2 separate regions of the Sus scrofa genome follow, and region 2 is linked to region 1. The links are chromatin contacts, called in public promoter capture Hi-C maps. All regions are on one chromosome and are shown on one strand. The core of a region is the stretch at or near the end of the contact, and the rest is flanking DNA. Distances in the headings are between cores, read along the strand shown.

Region 1 (5,681 bases), core at 2,186-4,685:
GTGGCTTGGCCACCACTTTGGCCGCTGTCCAGGGTAGGACGCGGTCCTGGACCGGACGCCGGGTGGGCCGCCCGGGTGATCGGATTTTGAGAACTGACAAGCCCCAGCCGACTGGGTCTGTAGCGGACCCAAGACCCGGAGAACGCGAAGCTGGCCTCCCCGGCCCAAGCCTGAAACGGGACCGGCCCTCCCCGCCCTCCGTTGCGCCTAACTGCGCGCGGTTACCTGCGATGGCAGGGGCCGCTCCGCCGAACCTCTCCGTAAGCGGCCGCGCCTCGAACGCCAGACCCGCCCAGTGCCGGCTGCTCACCCACTGCGCATGCGTAAGGCACCAATGAGCTCCGGAGGACTACGTTGCTAGAGAGGCCCAGTGCTTCTTCCGCGGTCTGGGAAACTCTTGACCTCGAGTGCTGGATGCTGGAACTTGTAGCTAGATCTCATCGCTTTCTGGTGTCGCGCCTTTCAACTCAGGGTAGTTTTCTATTGCTCCACAGAGCTGTGGTCAGCCACTTAGCTGCTGGTAAGGTCAGCACGCTTTGATCAGTAATGATTATGATAATGACGGCTTACTGTGGGCGGGGCACCGATTAAAGCATCTTTACTTATTTCATCTCATTCCTAAGAGCCCTCTAAGGGAAGTACATTTGTTTTACTGATAAGGAATCTAGGACTTAGGTGAAAGTAACACTGCCAGAGACTAGCTAAGATACAGACCCAGACTCTCTGAAGCGAGAGCCCGCAAGGTTATCTCCTTAACTGTATATTAGCTTTTCCACCATGTTGCCGCCTTCAAGAAGCTTTTTGGCTTTCACCCAGCAGAAGAACATCACTTCTTCCTCTAACCTCCATTTTATGATTTCTGGCCATTTCCTGCTTTCTTAGTTCGTTTATGGCCTCTAGGCGTGGAAGGTACAAAGGTAAATAAGACCATAAGATGCAATTTAGTTTCTCTTTTTTGTGGCCTCTCTCTTCTAGAGGGCATCTTCCTGAAAGCAGTAACCTGGTCTACCTCTTACCTCTCTGTATTGTGTCTGACTCAGTGCTAGGCACTAGGATTTAGAGTAGTGAACAAACTAGATAAGGTCCTTGCTTTCTTCGAGTGTATATTTTAACAGGGAGAATAGATAATACATTAGGAAAATAAAATGGAATAATCCCATTGTGACTCAGCAGGTTAAGAACCCGACATAGTATCCGTGAGGATTGGAGTTCGACCCTTGGCCTCGTTCAGTGGTTTAAGGATCTGGTGTTGCTGCAAGCTGTGGAGTTTGGTTGCAGATGTGGCTGGGATCTGGTGTGGCTGTGGCAGTGGCTAGGCCTGCAGCTTCAGCTCTGCTTTGACCCCCTAGCCCGGGAACTTAACATATGCTGCAGGTGTGACTGTAGAAAGAAAAAAAAAACTCCAGGTATTAGTAAGTGCTACGAAATTTGGGAAAAAGGATGGATATCTAATCTGAGCTGAGGCTTGAAGAATAAGAAACCAGCACAGGAAGATCACAGTGGAAGGGATGTTTATACTCTGTGGCAGGCTCTGTTCTAAGTTGCTGTTCTAGACAGCTGTGAACAGAACAGTCCAGATTCATGCTCTCCTGAAATTGGCATTCCAGCGTGTGTTAGTAATGGGGACAGGATGAAAATAATTTTAAAAAATAGGGCAATATAAGAATAGGGACTTGGTAGGGGTTAATTTTGATTGGTTGGTCAGAGAAGTCTTCTGTGAGGTGGTAAATTTAAGCTGTTATCTGAGTTTAAAAAGGAGTCACCTATGTTAGGATCTGAGGGAAAAGCATTTTAGGCAAGAGAACAGCTAGAACAAAGCCCCTATAGGAATGAACTTGGTGTATTCAGAAGAGAGAAAGGAAAAGTGTCTTGCTGAAAGGTGGTAAGGAGTATGTACTAGGTGAGGGTACAGATCATATAAGGGTTTTGTTCTTTTTCCCCCAGGTTTATTGAGAAATGTTTCTATAAGCTAGCATAAAGAGTTGGGAGCTTACTCTAAGTGTAATGAAAAGCCATCCACAGCTTTTAAGTAGAGAAATGACATGACCTGACATGTTTGTTAAAAATCATGCAGAAAAAGGGGAGGCGGTGAGAAAAGAAGCTAAGATAACTAGGAGTGAAGGCAGGGAGACCACTTAGGAAGCCCTTGCCACATGGGAGATGATGTGAGATCACTTGGCTCAGAGATGTGGAGATGGAGACTTGCAGACGGATTCAGGATATGGTTTCAAGATTCAGGATATGGTTTCAAGGTAAAGCTCTGAATAGGGGATAGAGGAGAGGTATCAAAGAAGACAAAGTTTTAACGTGAACAACTAGGTGGTGCGTTTACTGAAATGAGCAAAACTAAGCCCGGGGGTGGGGGATTAGTATTCTCTTAACTGTAATTAATATTCTTTGTGTGCTTACTATGTGCCAGTACTAGATGGTTTACAGATTTTCTCCTATTAAAATTTCACAACACTACCAGTAAACACTTTGCCTCAGGTTTGTCGATAAGGAAGTTTGCGCTTGATCCGAGGACAAGGAGGGGAAACTAAACATGCTCTCACCGCCAGGAAGTGGTAGAAGCTGAATCCGAACCCGAGTCTGTCTGCTTCCACGGCCTCTTCTCATCAGGCCTCTTCTTTGCCAAACCGAGACAGTTTTCTCTTGGGTTTGTTAGAGAAAGTAAAATATATTCGTTTTGTGTTTGTTGGGTTTTTTTTGTCTTTTTAGGGCCACACCTGCAGCATATGGATGTTCTCAAGCTAGGGGTCCAAACTGAGCTGCAGCTGCCGGCCTACACCACAGCCACAGCAATGCCAGATCCGAGCTGCGTCTGTGACCTACACTGCAGCTCGGAGTCTTTAACCCCCTGAGTGAGGCCAGGGATCTAATCCGAGTCCTCATGGATACTTGTCGGGTTCGTTAGCGCTGAGCCTTAATGGGAACTCCGAGAAGGTAAAACATGGTATAAGCTCTGCGTCCGCCATACCATTGGAGTTTAGTCTTTGCCTCCGCCCACTTCGCGAGTGTCCCCTCCCTAGCGGCCAGCTCCTAGCTCAATATGAATGAAATTCCGAGACTTGTAACCAAGATAATACCTCCCTCCCGCAATTGGTCAGTGCTGGAGGTGGAGCCTCGTGATTGGTGGAGAGTCCAAGGAGGCGGGCGGAGGGAAACTTCGTGTACCCGAGCTGCGAGCTCTGGGAACCCTTTCCCCAGCAATCTTTACGTAATTTTCTCCGACTCGCAGATACCGGGGCTGAGAGGATTTCTGCGGCGGCGCGATTCTCTGACGTTTCCCCTTATAATTGGCCGGGAGCTGCGGCTGCAATTCTGAAGCCTAAGTGGCCGCCCGCGCCGCCTCGGAGGTGAAGTGTACTGCGCTGATTGGCTGAGAGGCGCCGGCCGCGTGTGATGTCCAGAGCAGCGATTGGCTCTGACCCGCCGGGGGCTTCTCTCGCCGGGACTCAGGACTCCCGGGAAGTGGACTGGTAGAGGAGGGGGCCAGGTAGCTGTCGGTCTCGACCGAGTCGGAGACCCCGGCGTGAGGCGGCTTCTCAGGACCGGGTGGGCTGGCGAGCCGACGCGGCGGCGGCGGAGGCTGTGAGGAGTGCCGGGGGGCAGGGGCTCGCTCAGAAAGACCATGGCCCCGCAGAACCTGGGCACCTTCTGCCTGTTGCTGCTGTACCTCATCGGGGCCGTGATCGCCGGGTGAGGAACTGCCAGCCGCGGGCACAGGACCCTTAAGTCAGTCTTGGCTGGGAAGGAGGCTGAGGGAAGATGGGGCATTGTCAGACTGGGTGGGGGGTGGAGAGGGGTGTTGCTGTGGTGAGGCGGTAGAGAGGAGGAGTGGGTAGTGGTGGGCTGGGCTAGTGGGACAGAGAGAGCAGTGGGTGACACGGGTAAGAGGGGCTTAGACCCGGAGGCCCTTAAAAGCTAAATTTGCCCAGAGAAGTGAGAGTTGGATGCCCTACCATACGAGGGATGGGGTGAGGGAGTGGGGGGTGGGTTGCTGAGCTGAGGAGGAGAATGATACAGTGTTGAGTCTGCAACGAGCCATTGGGCTGGCATTAAAGAGGATGGGTTATGATGCCAGTCCAAGTGAAGAAGTGAGGAGAACAGGTAGGGAAGCAATTCTGGGACTGAAGGAAGTTGGATTGAGGGAGCAAGGCAGACCCTTTGTAGAGTCCTCCTACTTCTCAGCTTCTTGGAATACTGTGTCCTAGCTGTCACCATGCCTCACTGTCTATCCACATGGAGCATTCTTGAGAAGCTGAATGGTATTTGGGCAGAAGGTAGTAGACTGGGATTCTACCCACCCACCCCCACCCCACTTAGGAATTTTGTGACCTTGAAGGAACACCTAAATTCTCATCTCATTACCATGTGGGTGATAATGTGCCACCTGTTTGAAGGAAGTAGGGCCATCTGAACTCTTGAGAATCTCCAGTCTTTAAGCCACTATCCTATGGGCTTCGTGACCGACCACAGGATGTGATATGCCAGGTTCATATTTTAGAATGTGGGCAATAGTAAAGTCGTAGCTTCTAACAATTTATAAGTCGCTCTGAATGGAGAAGGCACTACCTAGCAGAGCTTTAAACTTTTAAGTGCTTGTTATTCTCTTAAAAGTTTTTTTCCTGTGTATATATGCTTAAACTTGTTATTTTTTTTTTCTTGTGAAACATCTTAAATTTCTAAAATAAAAATTAACTTCTCTTAGGTAATGCTTTATTGTGGTTTTTTAAACCTGTTTTTGTTACTACTTTAAGGTGTTTAAACAGGATGTCAGTAAGAACCATAAACTGTCAGCTATAAACTGCAGTCTTTCATAAAGGAATCTCTTGGAAAATGTGATGTTCATGCTGAGCTGTGCCAGCCATCTTTTCCCTGTATTTTTCTCAGCTGTTACTTAAGCATTTTTATATTAAGCATTTTCCAAGTAAGCCTCATTCTTTATATAGTTTCCTTTTTTGTCACTAACTTCAGTGAACCTTTTGATGTACTTAGTTCTTGTCCCAAGAGATGTCAAGTTTTTGCAGATTTTTTGGAGGAGAATAAAACACCTAATTAATCCTCACAGAACTCCTTGTCAGTGAGAGTTTTAAAAACTTATAAAACGATTAAATGATTTTTCCTGAGTTGTAACTAAAAGCTTATGAAGTAATTTTTTTAAGATACTGTCTTATATTACTTGGACTTTGGTACCCCAATGCATTTTTCCCCACTGCATTTTATTTTTTTAAATTAATTAATTAATTAAATTTTGTCTTTTTAGGGCTTCACCTGGGGTATGACCTAGTTCCCAGGCTAGGGGTCCAGTTGGAGCTGTAACTGCTGGCCTATGCCACAGCCACAGCAACGCCCCATCCAAGCCGCATCTGTGACCTATACCACAGCTCAGGGCAATGCCGGATCCTTAACCCACTGAGCGAGGCCAGGGATTGAACATGCATCCTCATGGATGCTTGTCGGATTCATTTCTGCTCCGCACTGTATTTTATTTTTTTATTTTTATTTTTTTTCCTTTTCTAGGGCCGCTCCTGAGGCATGTGGAGGTTCCCAGGCTAGGGATTTAATCAGAGCTGTAGCCACCGGCCTATGCCACAGCAATACGGGATCCGAGCCATGTCTGCAACTTACACCACAGCTCACTGCAATGCTGGATCCTTAACCCACTGAGCAAGGCCAAG
Region 2 (5,681 bases), core at 955-3,454, 210 kb after region 1:
ATCTAAGTGCTGTCAGGTGAGAACCTGCATCTAGTGCTGCATCTCCTGAGAGGCTGAAAGTCTAGATCTTTTCTCTTGTATAATTTATTTAAGATTCTAGATTTTTATGTGAAATTTCCCATTTTTAAAAGTAGTGTTGGTGCCAAATAACACTTATGAAGGCATTATTCGGCTTATAAGTAATCCTGCAATCCTTTGATAATAACTGAGGATACACCAGAGGTTTCAACCACTTGTTAAAATATCATTTAGGAGTTCTCATTGTAGCTCAGCAGGTTAACATCCATGAGGATATGGGTTCGATCCCTGGCCTTGCTCAGTGGGTTAAGGATCCGGCGTTGCCGTGAGCTGTGGTGTAGGTCACAGACACAGCTCGGATTTGGCATTGCTGTGGCTGTGGTGTAGGCCAGTGGCTGGAGCTCCAAATTGACCCCTAGCCTGGGAACCTCCATATGCTTCAGGTGTGCCCCTAAAAAGAGAAGAAAGAAAAATGGTCAGAGAAGTAATTTATGAACTATTTTAATAAAAACACAAATGTTCTTACTATTTTTCCACCCATGGGACAGGTTTGGCTTTCTTGTTCTCTCCACTACTTCTGGCAGTGGCAGCTACTCCTCGATCCTTGGTCAATGGTGGTTTAGTGCTGATAGATGTGCCTTTTAGAAACGCCTGCATGGTTACTTCACCCTGACCAGGTGCGAGACAGAATAGGAAAGTTATCTTGAAACCATTATGAAGAAGTACAACTTGAAAGCACACTAAACTTTGTACAAAGATATTCAATAAATACTTGCTAAATAAAGGACATCACCCAATGACCTAGCATCCTCTGAATGCACTGTACTGAGGGCTAGAGGGACATAATGGAGGCCAAAGTGCTGAAGGAATTTAAAATTTATTTATAGTGAGCAAGCTATAGAATAAAGATAAATCTTATGACAAAAAAAAAATTAAGAGTTCCAAACTTCTTGGAATGGCTTCAACGGACAAACTGCACATGGGTTTCTCCAGACCCTTCCAATTCAGTCATGTGCCTAGCTCTAGCTCAGGCTCGGGAGTGGACTCAGCAATTAGGAGGAGCATTGGGACCCCAAGTTGGAAACTCCATTTCTTTGGGGTCTAGAGCTCTTACTGAAGGGCCTATTTTACTGGCAGAGCCCATGTAACTGCCTTTAGAAGCTTTTTTGGGGGGTGGGGGAGGACATGCCGATGTTAAAGTGGCAACAGCTGTTTTTCTGATAACAGGCTCATCTGGAGAAATCTAAACAGTGCAGAAAAGCGTGGGGAGTTTTAAAAATTCACACAAAATCTCACCCAGAAGATAAGCAGTATTAACATTCAGGTAAACATTCCTCCCAGCAACACAAGGCTGTTTTTAGGACAGCTCATCTCAAAATACCCAGCATTAGCGGCAATTCCTTTTTTTTTCCCACCGCTGTACCCTCAGCGCCTAGAGCAGTGACTGGTAAATAGTAGGTGCTCCGTAAGACTGGTGACTGAATTACCATTTATGAGACTCAGTTTCCCCCTCTGTAAAAAGAAATTAAGGCTCATTCCACAAGGTAACTGAGTCAATTCAAAGAATTGTGCACACCCAGTTCTGTGCTTGACACACATCAATAAACAAACTGGTAATGTCTGTAAACAACTAACGTTTCTAACATTCTTGAATTACTCCATCCCCGCCACAGGCTGCCGAACAATAATAACGCCCAAAGCAGGGCTCTGAGTGATGCTGGATTGAGCCACCGTTACACCAAACAGGGCGCAAAGGGTAGAAAGTGGCGAGGCTGGAGCGCTGGTCCAGCCACTGTGAGCACTTTCGTCGGGCGGTGGAATAACAGCACAGGGGCGCCGAGGGCGAAGTAGAGGAAGGCGAAGGCAACCCTCGCAATTCCTTCGGCTGGTCACCTGTTCTCCCCGGCTCCCCTCGCGTGTTCCCTCCCAGGCACTGCCTGGGCCTTTCAGACTCTCGTCTTCGGAGCGTGGACGCCGCCGGCTCGTTCCTGGGGTTTCCCGGACAGAGAGAGGGCCTAGGCGGTCACGGAGTCTTAGCTGCGTTCCCCAAGCCGAGAATGTCAGGCCCAAGAAGCCGAGGGCCGCCAGACTCAGGGCAGTTAGAATCGCCGGCGTCAGCAAGCCGCCCGAGTTCCCGCCAGGAACAGCCAGCGAAGGGAAGGGCGGGAACACGCCGCGCGTCACGCGTCACTTCCGGCCCGCCGCGCGCGCCCCGCTTTAAGGGAGCCGTTTCCTCCGGTTCCTGGTAGTTAAGCAGGTCAGAGGCAGACTTTCAAGGTTGCACAGGCTGTACAGGAATGACGGTGCTTCATCCTGTCCCCGCGCAGCCCTCGGACTGGGTTTTTATAGTAGAGAAAGCCGAGTAGAAGCCTGTGAAACCACCTTCCCCGCCCCAGCCAGGATGGTAAACCACAAACAATGCCCTATGAAGTGGTCTGGCAAATAGTAGTGCCACCTCCCCTTAAACACTGACGTAGGCAGGGATAGTGGTCTTTATCACATGCCTTTTCTGTTCATCGCTGTGGCCCCTATAGAAACTAGATATACAATGGAGGATAGCAGTGGGTTACTGTAAACTCAACCAAGCAGTAGCCTCCCAATTACAACTGAACCAGATACAGTGTCTTTACTAGATCAGATTAAAATGGCTTTATATATTTTGTTTTGTCTTTTTAGGGCCGCACTCATGGCATATGAAGGTTCCCAGGCTAGGGGCTGAATTGGAACTGTAGTCGCTGGCCTATGCCACAGCCACAGCAACGTCAGAACCGAGCCGCGTCTCCAATCTACACCACAGTTCAGGGCAATGCCGGATCCTTAACCCACTGAGCCAGGCCAGGGATCAAACCTGCGTCCTCATGGATCCTAGCCAGATTCGTTCCCGCTGAGCCAGGATGGGAACTCCCTAAAAAGGACTTTAGATATATAGTATATGGCTATCAATCTGATAATGTGTTCTTTTCCGTCCTTATTGGAGGACAGAAACAGTTCACATTACCATAGGACAGGACACACAATACACTCACAGTGTTGCCCTCAAGCTATGTTGAATCTACCCTTGGCCATAACATAGTCTCAAGGACCTGGGCCATCTGGACATTCTGCAGAAGATCACGGTGTTTACTATATTAAATGATAAAATAAGAAGTGTCAAATACACTGGAAGAGTAGATAAGGCACATGCATTCCAGAGGACAGAAATAAAGGCTAGATGAAGATTCAGGGAGTTACCACATCAGTGAAGTTTTTAGAGATCCAGTGACTTGTGGCAAACTGGAACATACCCTCTGATCCCCACTGAATAAGTACAAATTATCTCACATCCCACACAACGAAGAAGAAAGCATGATGCCTAACCAGTATTTTGGATTCTGGAGGCAGCATGATCCTTATTTAGAAACACTGCTCTCATTTATTTATTTAGTGGCAAGGAAAAGTCTTAGCAGGAAGTTATGCAGCAGATCCAGGCTGAAGTGCAGGCATACCTGCTGCTGGGCAATACAACCAGTGGCCCATCTAACCAGGTAGACTCTATGGTAATCAGGTTCTCTGTGGTGAGGAAAGATGCCTTGTGGTGAGCAGAATCACAGCACAAGCCCTTGGGGTCCTGATGCAAATCTCTACATCTGCAGCAGAGAGGCATTCAGAAAAGGGACCCTCTGATGCTAATAAGCCTGGTGGAGATTACACACTTAACCATGGAATGTTAAGTGGTCAGGTTGGGTCAAAACCACCAAGCCTTAAAGTTGGGAGGAGTCAGCAACATTCCATCATAAGGTGGAAGTAGTGCAGCCCTCTTGTGGCTCAGCTGGTTAAGGATCTGGCATTATCACTGCATATAGCTGCTTGGTGGCTGCTGTGGCACTGGTTTGATCCCTGGCCTGGGAACTTCCACATGCCATGGGCACATCAAACAAACAAAACAAAAACATGGAACTGTGGGACCAGCCATGCATAGGACAAGAGGATACAAGATAGTTGCATGAGCAGGTGGCCTGCCTCCTGTGTCACCTAACACTTTGTACCAGGCTCTCACTCTCAGCTCACATCTATGATTGTGTATTAGTTTCCTATTGCTGCATAAGAATATTACAAATCTAGTGGCTTACAATAATACATATTTATTACTTCGTAGCTTTTGTGGGCCAGGACTTGGGCACAACTTAGCTAGGTCCTCACAAAGCTGCATCAACTGGGGCTGTGCTATCATCTGAGATCATTGAGGAGCTTCATGTTCACTCCCAGCCTCATGTACTTATTGTCAGAATCCAGTCTCTTGCAGACTCCCACAATGAGGCATTTAGTTCTTGCTGGCTGTTGGCCAGACACCCCCTTCAGCTCCTTGCCCACTTGTTCTTTCCATTTGGCATCTTATAACATGGTCACTTGCTTCTTCAAAGCAAACAAGTCACAGGGAGTGTCCTTGCGAGAGGGGCATTACCATTTCTCTCTCTCTCTCTCTTTTTTTTTTTTTTTTTTTTTATGGCCACACCTGCGACATATGGAAGTTTCTGGGCTAGGGGTTCAATCAGAGCCATAGCTGCAGCCCTATGCTACAGCCACTGCAACACTAGAGTTGAGCCAATGCCAGATCTTAACCCATGAGTGAGGCCAGGGATCAAATCTGCATCCTCACAGAGACAACATTGGGTCCTTAACCTGCTGAGCCACTATGGGAACTCGGCATTATTATCTTATATCATGTATCATGTCTGCAGTCTCATGTCCATGCCATAGCCTTTGCCATATTCCACTGATTAGAAGCAAGTCACAGGACTTCCCCACACTGAGGAGGAGAGGATTACCTAAGAGAGTGAACACCTGGAGGCAGGGGTCATGGGGGCCACTCTAGGATCTGAGATCTCAGACTGCATGGAGAGTTCCTATGACAAGCTGACATGAAGGAAAACAGCTAAGCTAGGTTCATGGACAGCTCAGTTGGTATGTGGGTGCAAAACAAAAATGGTCCAGAGGTGCATTACAGCCTCACTAAGAGGAGGCCCCAAGGGATGCAGAAGGGAGTATCCTCCTAAAGACAGCAGCAGGCAGGCAGCTGGTCATCTACCCACTCTGTGAAGAAAGAGAAGAGGCCTGGGGCAAGGATGCCCAGACACTCATGGGCAGTGGTCACACTTGGCTGGTTATTCAGGGACTTGAAAGAAGAAAGACAGGCAGATTAGGGATGAAGGTATCTGGGAAAGAAGAGTGTGGCATGTGGACAGAGGGCATGGAGTGCAAACATCTTTGACATATATGTTAACACACAGCGGGGAGAGGCACTAATCAGCCAAACCGAATGGCTCTTCCAGGTGTCCTCAGCCAGCCTCTGCCCTCGGCCACCCTAGCGTGGGCACAATAATTCCATGAACAGGATAGCTGTGGTGAGACTGAAAAACTTACGGTTTCCAAAGGAGACAGTTTGGGGGGTGGGGGGATGCGCTGGGGTTGTGGGATGGAAATCCAATAAAATTGGATTGTGATGATCATTGTACAACTATAAATGTAATAAATTTATTGAGTAATAAAAAAAAATAATAATAAGAGAATAGCTGTGGTGGCATAGATGGAGGCTATGCATGAGTCCAGCAGCGGGGCGGTAGACTTTCGGCCATCTGCTGAAACCAATGAGCACTCCCCTCCCCTTGGGCACCATCTCTAGGAAA

What was found. Promoter capture Hi-C pulls out the DNA fragments that hold promoters and counts their contacts.
Region 2: a promoter capture Hi-C map of fetal liver shows a contact between it and region 1, with 4 times the contacts expected there. The contact joins the promoter of RFC4 here to the promoter of DNAJB11 in region 1. A contact is called at or near these places in 1 of 5 promoter capture datasets (fetal liver), 1 of 47 Hi-C or Micro-C datasets (heart right ventricle) and 1 of 2 datasets of contacts at active chromatin or transcription factors (alveolar macrophages).

What each region holds. Positions count from the first base shown.
Region 1 is chr13:124,387,535-124,393,215 of Sscrofa11.1, forward strand. It overlaps DNAJB11 (DnaJ heat shock protein family (Hsp40) member B11), which reads left to right and starts at 3,436. Exons shown (of 10, transcript NM_001244346.1): 1 at 3,436-3,699. The coding sequence starts at 3,632. TBCCD1 (TBCC domain containing 1) reads right to left here and starts at 284. Exons shown (of 7, transcript NM_001243469.1): 1 at 226-284.
Region 2 is chr13:124,602,217-124,607,897 of Sscrofa11.1, forward strand. It overlaps RFC4 (replication factor C subunit 4), which reads right to left and starts at 2,205. Exons shown (of 10, transcript XM_013988325.2): 1 at 1,912-2,205; 2 at 545-687. The coding sequence starts at 675.